2 separate regions of the Mus musculus genome follow, and region 2 is linked to region 1. A link is a contact called in public promoter capture Hi-C data. All regions are on one chromosome and are shown on one strand. Each heading gives the region's core, a stretch centred on a gene start, on an enhancer-like site or on the middle of the called end of the contact. The rest is flanking DNA. Distances are from core to core; before and after follow the strand shown. Region 1 has its middle 18 kb from the start of Klra1. Region 2 holds the start of Ybx3 (Y box protein 3).

Region 1 (4,907 bases), core at 1,010-3,509:
TTCCCGGGGTGCCCGTAGCAGCATCGAGGCATTCCTGCAATAAAGGCTATTGAGAAGAATCTGACCATGTTGCGTCTTGCTTGCTGGCCGAGGTGGGTGCAATACACAGTGTATTTCAACTTTGCTGCCTACAACAGAGAAGGTAAATGGTTAAATTTATTTTCAGCTATTCTATTACCAGAATAATGTATTTATTAAGCCTGTGTAAAAGACAAAAACAAAAGTTTCACAGATCTCAGAAATTGAGATTCTATAATGCCCAGAGCCCCCTGCATACTCATAATCTATGCAACATTGTTTGTAACAGTCAAGATAAAAAACAAAACAAAAACCAAAATATTTCATGTGCCAATCACTGATGAATCAGGAGAGAAAATGTAACACATACACACAAAAGAATACTTAAAGGGAAATGAATCAGCCCAGCATGATGACTTATGCCTTTAACCTGAGCACTCCAAATAAGGAGACAGGACAGTAGTGTCACCACCAGTGTAAGGATATCCTAGGCTAAGTGGTGAATTCCAGTCTAGCCTTGGGTATACAGTGAGTTCCAAGTCACCCTGGACTAGAGAATGACATCATGTGTCACAGTAAAACCCAAAGAGCGATGCTGACCTTTGTGATGGACTTGGATGAACTTGAGGATGGTGTGCAAAGTGAAAAACACCAGGTTTAGGAACATCTTTGTGATTCCAGGCAGATCAGATTTCTAAAACAGCCCAACTCTATGAAGCAGAAACTTGTAAGATACCAGGAGCTAGACAAGAGACAATGAGTACTTGCTACTCAAGGCAGCTAAACTGATGGAAGAATTCTAGATCTGAAGTAATGCATTATAGGTACACTGGTCCACGTACTTTTGTGCACTTACCAATGTTTCATTATCTGTATTACATGTTCTTCTTACCTTATGAGAAATAAGAGTTATATAAAGGAGGTTTTGTTGTTCATAGCCTGTGCTCCTGATTATGTTGATGCCTTCAATTGTATGCCCACCTTCAAAGATTTTTCAAGTTGAATATATTAAACTGTGTGCAGTTTTTGTAGCAAGATCAGCTCAATATGAATATTGTGTTTAGTGAGGGGCTGGTAATAGTCATGCTCTATTAACAAACTTTATCTCCAAACTTCATTTTTCTGGGAAGAGGTATATTTGTGTAGCTCATGGTGGCCTGGAATTTGCTGCAATGTACAGATTGTCCTGAAAGTTATAATCCTTCTCCCTCAGCCTCATAATCATAGGCATTACATCATTATGATTCCCTTTTCAGATAGTGAAGTTATTTTAAAGTAATGACAAAAGCATTTTTCATTTGTCTGGAATAGTTCAAAGATGTTTTTGGAACTTTTTTCCTATCACAAAATATATTATGTAAAAAATGTAAATATATTAATCCTGACATAATGACAATCATCACATTTTACTATCACAGAGGGGTAAGATTATATACATGATCTCTTTGTTATCTCCAAATTTGAAAAAAAAATAGTTAATGATGAATAATAAACTGTGTCAGTTAAAGATGACCAGTCAGGATGAAGGGTAAAAAAGGTTTCTGGAATACTTGGTCTTTTCATCTTTCTACCTTCATTCATCTGTCACTGACAATGCATGCACACCATGGTGTAGTTCCCATGTCTGCTCCAGGAAGGGTCACTTTGGTACAAACAGGCCAATTCTCTCAAAATAAGTCAGATTGAATGCAGGCACACACACACACACACACACACACACACACACACACACACACACACACAATTATTTTTGTAACTGCATCCATGTAGATGCTCTAAGTCCATTTTAGTATAAGTAGTTGATAAATACACTCTTACTAAAAAGTTTGGTACTCTGTCAGTAACAAAGTTGGAGACTAAGATTTTCCTATAGACCAAAACAATCAAAATTCTCAGGATTGCTGATTTGTAATTCCCTCCCCAGGGAGCAGTACAAATGCCAAACAGACACTGACTTCTATAAACTATAAGATTCTCCTAATCCAAACATGAATGTCTGGGTTTCCAAGCCTCTGCATGAAACAAGAAATCCCCAACAGATTAACCCAGAGATCACTAGCATCTTTAGCTTCCTGTTGGACTTCAAAGCTTCTAGGGAAGAAACAATAGATGATAATGTAATTCTGTGTTAATGATCCTCCCCTGCTCCTTATCTGTGTGCTGAGAGGAAGCTAAAACAGTCTTGGTTTTGCCATGCCATCTGTTTTGTTCTTTATTGAGCCTAGACCACACACTATAGACTTATTTCTCAGCAGTTCTTCCTTTAAGCTGATGTCACTTTGCATGATGCTGCAGTTATGGTGGCGGTTTAGAATTTCCTGCAGTTCATTTTTTTGTTGACTACACTGAAAAACTAAATTAGTCACAGACATAATATAAAAAATGCTCATAAGGAGTGCATATTAAAATTTAAGATTAGAAAAAAGCTTCATGTTGACAGCCAAAAAAATCCCTATTTTCTTTTTTCCCTTTTTCCTAGGAGAAAGGTTCCATTTCTTTATTTTGCCTTTCCCACTGGTCTTTTCTATGCCTTAAGAAGTTCATGCTTATTCATTTTATTTATTAAATGTAATAAGTCATTTTGTTACCTTAACTGTTTTAGGAGCACATTTATTGTCACCAGTTTGTATGAGGGAACATTAAGAAACAGTTTGATTCAGTCACTTACCAAGTAAAAAAATAAAAAATAATAAAATTAATTCTGTAACTTTGGTGATATTAAAAATATAAAGAATCAACATTTAAAAAATACCTTAGCCAAATTTCAAGTTATTTATATAAACAATTAAATACTATACCTCTGTATATAAGTGACACTCCAACTCCCTACCTAGGCATAAAGACTTTTTAAAAAAATTGTTCACTTTTTCTGTTATTGGATATTTTATTTATTTACATTTCAAATGTTTTCCCCTTTCTTGGTTTCCCTTCCAGAAACCTCCAATTCTATCCTTCCTGCCCCTGCTTCTATGAGGTTGCTCCCCCACCCACCCAACAACTGCTGCCTTTCTGACCTGGCCTTCCCCTACAAATCATTGTTTTCATTGCTACTTTAACATATATAAATTAGCACTTGAATTAATTCACTATAGAAACACATACTTAGACATCAATTTTTGTGTAAGATAAGTTGACTCTAACATAAAAAATACAACTGAATAAAATTATGTTAGAATTCCAATCACTTCATTTTTTTGAAGAACAAATTTTCAAATAACAGCCTAAGCAAAATATTGAGTTAATAGTTAACACACCATGAAAATATGAACTAAAATAACATTAAGAAATGGCACAATTCTTATTGGAACACAAGGAATGCAATGTATTCACATACATAGCTATGTTTTAGCACAGGCTAGAAGTGATTTCCTCTGCAACTGTGGAGGAATCCAATAAACTGTAACCTTTAATGTCTCTGTACAGATGAAGTCTTTTTACTCAAGCATGTCCTCAATATACATTGAAGAAATAGGAAATGAATGTCATCAATTCTTTGAATAGCTGTTTATCACAAAACATTCATGTAAGATTAACAATCACCTTAGATCAAAAAGCAGATTATAATGAAATTCTCAGAACACATCTCAATACTAATTACAAGTTGTGTAGCATCGAAACAAGGGGAGATTTTGCACAAGTCAGTGATACAAACTTACTGAAATTGGATGTCAAAATTTTAGATTTCTACTTAAAATGCACCCACAATACTAATCCTATATGTGTGAATTTTCACAAAATTTAGAACTTATTTCTGCCTTGGCCTTGTGAATTTTCCAGACTCAACCTAGGAGCTGGAAGACAGGAATGTGCCCTCACCAGTTGTACAGGAACAAAAGTGCATTCTAGAGAAGGCACTGGAGGCATAGTTACAATCCAAGTACAAGATACCAAACAGGAGCATGCAGTCCACCAAGAAAGATAACTGAGGACACAGAGGAAGAAAGAGGGATGGATGTTCTTGAGAACTGGTAGGGAACCACAGCTGCTCAGGAACAGATCTGTATACATCCTCATCCTTGAAAAGGCCTATAAATCCACTATCTTTTCCTCTTTAAGTTTGATTTTGCTCTATATAGTACTGGATATTTTGGTCTATCTAATGCATTTGGAATCTGAAGCTCATGTCTCTGATTACCACTGCATTAAAGAAGAAAACTGTCTCAGCTTGGAGCACAGATGTGACAGTGTGCACTGATAATAAAAAGTTTTATTTCTGCTTTTTCATTAATAAACAAAATTATTCTTTGAAGTTTTGAGAAACTCACACTGGGTTTACTCATTCCAAGCCCTCTAACCTGTTATCCCTTCTTTCTTTAGCTGTAACTTTACTTCTATTAGGAGACTTACTCTTAGGAGGGACAACTGTCCATGCCATCTTGCATTAGATATTATGATACTTACGACAATTAAAACACTTTCTTTGAGAATGAAAGTATTGTTCCTAATGTTCAAGTTTCATTTTCTTAGGATAATTTTTCTAGAATATTTGGTGTTTATTCAGACTATAGTTTGTTTTAAAGGTTTCAGAATTCTTTTTGACTAGACTAAATAATAATAATTTAAAAAAAAAAAACCTCCTAATGGTTTCTCACTTCTTTATTTAAAGACTTTTTTTTCCACATAGACTCCCATTGTTCTACTCCACCCATCTGGTTTCCTTTGTAACTAGGTAACGACTAAAAAGTAGACAGAGGTTTTTTTTTGTTTGTTTGTTTGGTTTTTTTTTTTTCCTATTTTTAACGTTAAAACTTGATTGCTTTGCTTTTAAAGCTTAATTTTGAACAATTTTGTACATGATTAATGATTACCCTCCAACTAATATTCTTTTCTCCCCTCCCTCCCTTGTGCACAGCCAAGCCCAGATGAAATGAAACATTATAGTTTTGCAA
Region 2 (4,907 bases), core at 1,500-3,999, 980 kb after region 1:
GACAAGCCAGGTCTACTACCTCTGAGTGAGAAGACACTGTGGTTCTGAGTGGCGCAAGGATGGGCTTGCACCAACCTCTTAGCTTTCCTTGATGAGCTCCTAAGCCTTAAAGCCAATCTAATGTGAGCTGCAGAGCAAATGAGAAAAAAAAAAAAAAAAAAAAAACTGATGTTTCAGATGTCAACACAGGGAAGTCCGGTTTGGATAAACGGTATGGCCTCTACATCAGGATTTACATGAGAGGATTTTGTTTCTTTCAAAAACTCTGGATATACACAAATAAATAAAGATACACACATGGAGGCTCTGGAAGAAACTGATACAAAAAAACCACTAAGCCCAATGTGGTGGTGCACACCTGTAATGGTGGTGCACACCTGTAATCCTGCCCCTTGGGAGATAGAGGCAGGATGACAAAGAGTTAAAGGTTATCCTCTGCTACAAGGTGAGTGAGGCCAAGGCCAGTTTGGGCTACTTCATGTGACCAATCTCAAAAATAAATAAATAAATAAATAAGTAAAAGTGCAAAACCAAAACAGATACACAAAGAAAAGAGGGGAAGTCAATGATAACAGCAGAAGGGGGAAGATGGGCAAGATTCTCAAGTCTGTTTTCACACAGTTGATGGTGTTTCTTTCCTTCTCAAAGTTATTTTTAAAAATACTAACTGTACAAATATCTATGATCAGACAAATTCATTCACACTTTTAATACTATATTCAAGTACACAAGAAGGTGTTGGTTGGTAAAATACGCCTACCCAGATCTTTTTACTTGAATAAACTTGTTTTCCCTAAAGGACTACACGGTATAAACCAAAGTTAAGGCCCCTTTGCAAAGACCAGAATGAGAGCGTCCAAGATATCCATTTCAGTCAGTCCTGAGTCCAGAACATTTTGGATATCCGTGTGTCGGCCTGGCACAGGAGATGGCAGACCACATCGGACAAAGACAAACAGTGCTCAAAGTGTCAGGTGGAGGCTTGCCCTTCATTTTCTGAGTCTGGACTTTTTGAGGTGGCAGGATGAAAGACATCAGACTCATCACCAGGTATCTGGCAGAAACAGAACTAAACTGCTGGGGATTGCGGAAATTAACCTTCCTTTATCGCCCTACCACCACCACCCACCTCCCACCCCCAATCTCCAAAGATATTATCTACTTTTCTTATCTCAAAAGTGCAAGGATCAAGTAAAAACCTGTAGGATTCCATCTGCCCTTAGTAAGGTATCATTAAGAACCTGCTTCGGCTAGCAACACAGGGTTCTATCTTTCATTTTGTGTGGAAATGGTCCAAGGAGCATCTTGGTAGAAAGTGCCACAATGTAACACCCACAAGACCTTTAAGGAACTTTTTAGTGAGAGTGGGGAAAAAAAAAATTGGCAGGAACCAAGTTTTTAAAGCCTTGGGAAAACAAGAACCAGAGAACTGTCAGGGGTGGGGAACACCGAATGGTGTTCTATTTCTTCCACAATTATTCCTTCAGCTTTCTCGCTAGAATGGGGAGGAAGCTCAGAGAGCAGGCGAGCCCAATCGGCCCCACCCAGAAACAGTGAACATTTCTGAAGCATCCTACACCATCTGTTAACTTTCCTGTTTCGGATAGCAAACCACATGCGCACGCACACACCCTCCGGGGAGCTTATCCACCACCCACCTGCTAGGCAAGCTTGTGGAAGGCCTCACACCGGGCGTTCCTTAAGGAAGATGAGGACACCCAAATGTGCGACAAAATACAACAGCCACAGTTATAAAACCTCTGCCCCGCGCCCCGCGAAATCTCCAGTCCCCACCTTCCCTTTCCCTCCAGTAACAAGTCGTAAGTGTTTTGGACACTCGTCCTACTCCACTTCCGACTAAGTTTTCCCGGCCGTCACACCACGTGTGTTCCCACGGTGCGGGAGAGGGGATGGTGCAGCAATTGGAAGGTACTGGAGGCTCTTTGCATCTGTGGGCACAGTAAGGGGAGGCGAGTGCCCGCCCCAAGTTTCCCGGGGCGTTGCAACATCCCTGTGCCGGCATGTGGCCCGCAGGAGCATGGCGGCTGTCCCAAGCCCACGAGGGAAGGGTGTCAGAGACAGACACCTGACCCTCCCAGGCCTAGGGGGTAAAAAAAAAAAATACACCACACAATAAAATCTTCCCAAGTCACCCCTCTCGTGCCTTCCTAGTGTCCCCTCCTCCCCACCGAGGAAACGTGCTGCTTTCCCGACCCACAGCCAAGACTCCCCAGAGCTGGCCCACGTGTCCCAGCCCGCCCTGCATCCACGTCCATCCTCGCCCGCCGTCTCTCCCGGGCTGCAGGCAGGGACTCACCGAGAACTTTCTTCTCCGCGTCCTCGCCGCCCGCGGGGGCTGATGAGGCCGGGGCGGGCCCGGGGGCTGCGTCTCCGCCGGGGCTCCCCGCGAGCAGCGCGGCGGGCGCCGGGGCCTGGGGCGCGCCGCTGGCCGCCGGGCTCTTAGGCGCGGGGTCCGGGGGCGCCGCGGCGGGCGCGTCGGCCGCGGCCTGCGGGAGCGTGGTGCCGCCGGTGGTGGCCTCGCCCGCCTCGCTCATGCCGCCTCTCCGCTCTCTCCGGGCACCTCGGTGGCGGTTGGCGGCGGTTAGCGCGGTGGCAGTCGCGGCGTCCGGCTCGCTCTCGGGGAGGCCGGTGCGGATCGCGCGGCGCGGCGGCGGGCGGCGGCTCGAGGGCTGGGGACGCGCGCGCTCGCGGTCTCGCTGGATCTCCCGGCCCCGAAGATGGCCCCGCGCAAGTGCTCGCGGGCGGCGGGCGGGCAGGCGGACGCGGGGCGGGGAGAGAGAGGGTGGGGAAAGCCGCCGTAGCTGCTTATTAGCATTTAAAGGCGCCCGCGCTACTCGGCAAGGCTCCCGGAGCTGGTTAGTCCGGGGATGCGGGCACCCGGGCGAGGTCGCCGCGGAGCAGAGGAGACATACCCTCCCCAAGACGTCTTTCACCTGAGCCTGCTTCCTGAGAGGTGGAGTGGGCCCACAGCGCCTTAATAAAACAAAAACAAAAACAAAAAAAAAAACCTCCTTTACATTTGCACATCCAGCAGATACCAGAAAGTATTCTGGGCGCTGAGATAGGAACTAGAGTAACCTGGGAGCTGTGGTTAGCCCGCTCCAGTATTCCTAGTACACAAGAGGCTGAGGCTGGAATGTCATTGAGAGTAGCCTAGCTTGGGCTACTGAGGCTGTCTTTCAACTATCCCTCCTTCCAAGTAGTAACACACACACACACACAAAAAAAAAAAACAGACAAGGGGTTGGAGATGTAGCTTAGAGGATCCAGTGCTCGCATGGGTCAGTTCAAGGTCATCATGAGCAAAAGAAGTTTGAAGGCTGCAAGAGATTCTCTCCAAACAGCCATGTGCGTGCGCCGGAATACCGCCCCTACTCCCCAACAAAACAAAACAATTACTCTTATAAAATCAAAAGGCCTCGTTTAGCGACTCCACAAGTGAGAAAATTAAAATCTAGATCTTCCAGAATGACTGCAAATGCAGGGTTTACACCTGTCAGAGGCAACAGATAATAAGCTGTTAATATGTATTTAATAACCTACGTTGAAAGAGTGGAATAAATCCACATGATACCTTTTGCTCGAGTTGGCTATAATTAGCACTAAACTGGGGAAAGCTTGAGCAACTCAGAGTAAGGCCTGCAAGATGCCTCAGCAGGTAAAGGCTTGCCTCCAAACCTGACCACCTGAGTTTCTTCCCTGGACCTACCAGATGGAAGAAGATAATCAACTCCAAGTTGTCCTGACCTCCATACATGTGCCGTGGCAGCAGCATGCGGTCCCACCACCCCCATAAATGTAAAACCAAAAAACAAACAAACGAAAAATGTATGTTTGAGACAGGTTTCTCTGTGTTAGCCCTGGCTGTCTTTGAACCCGGCTCTGCAGGCCATACTAACCTCTGAGAGATCCTCCTGCATCTCTGCCCTCCTCTCCTCCTGGGGCTGAGATTAGATTAAAGTTGTGTGCTGCTCTGCCAAGCTTAAGAACATTTTTAAGGACAAGGGAACAAGAGTCCTCCTGGTCGCTAGGATGAGACCTACAACATGCAGATGACCTCTAAACACTCCCAGCAGAGGAGTCCACATTACCCTTTACAGAGTGAAGCTTAACACTTGACCAAAGAACTGAGACCTGTACCAAAGACTATCTGGAATATAGGGCCATTTTGCCCCTGCAGCTCAAAATAGTGTCCCAAAGGGGCTGTGAAAAGAGGCTAAGTTATACATGTTTTCAGTGTCTGGTCCAATGAAAGTGTTCTTTTAAAATCCCCTCTTTCCCCACATATTTACCCTCCTTTCACCCGCTACCCCCTGGAAATTGTTGATCAAGTTACCATCTGCCATCAAGATGGTAGTTCTCATGTGCAACTCAAGTTTTGGCATTTCCACTGGTTAACACAATCCCAAGCCTACAATGTGCACACAGTAAATGTTTGCAAAATGAAAACAACACAGACCAGATTATTCCACAGCCATGTACTTACCAATGAAGTTGTTATCAGTGTAGTGCATCCATGACACATACAATTTTTAAGAAACAAATGTTGGGCAGGTGAGATGGCTTAGCAGGTAAAGGTACCTGTTGCCCCACCTGATGACCTGAATTCAATTCCCAGAACCCACCAGGTACAGGGAAGAATGGACTGCAGAAATCGGTCCTCTAGCTTCCATACTTGTGCTGTGACAAACATGTCACCCATACTTACCGACACACACACAGACCTACAAATAATGAAAATGTTAAAAAGCAAATAAATGTAAATTCTGGACAGGGTTGGGGTATCTTAGCCTTGAAATACCAGTACTTGGAGATTAGAAGGAAGATCATAAATTCAAGGCCATCCTGAGCTACATAACTAAATCTCACCCCCCCTGCCAAAAAAT

Evidence for each region. Promoter capture Hi-C pulls out the DNA fragments that hold promoters and counts their contacts.
Region 2: a promoter capture Hi-C map of the HPC-7 cell line shows a contact between it and region 1. The contact joins the promoter of Ybx3 here to the enhancer-like site in region 1. A contact is called at or near these places in 6 of 39 promoter capture datasets (the HPC-7 cell line, cranial neural crest, maxillary cranial neural crest and 3 more) and 1 of 115 datasets of contacts at active chromatin or transcription factors (large pre-B cells).

The regions. Positions count from the first base shown.
Region 1 is chr6:130,402,837-130,407,743 of GRCm38.p6, forward strand. It overlaps the pseudogene Gm6584. Among named protein-coding and RNA genes, the nearest start is that of Klra1, 18 kb to the left of the region's middle. Within about 2 kb of position 2,260, at least 7 of the 459 cell types and tissues checked have an H3K27ac peak or open chromatin away from gene starts, as enhancers often do. A contact at or near this core is called in the HPC-7 cell line, where this site is marked.
Region 2 is chr6:131,385,701-131,390,607 of GRCm38.p6, forward strand. It overlaps Ybx3 (Y box protein 3), which reads right to left and starts at 2,750. Exons shown (of 10, transcript NM_139117.2): 1 at 2,318-2,750. The coding sequence starts at 2,555.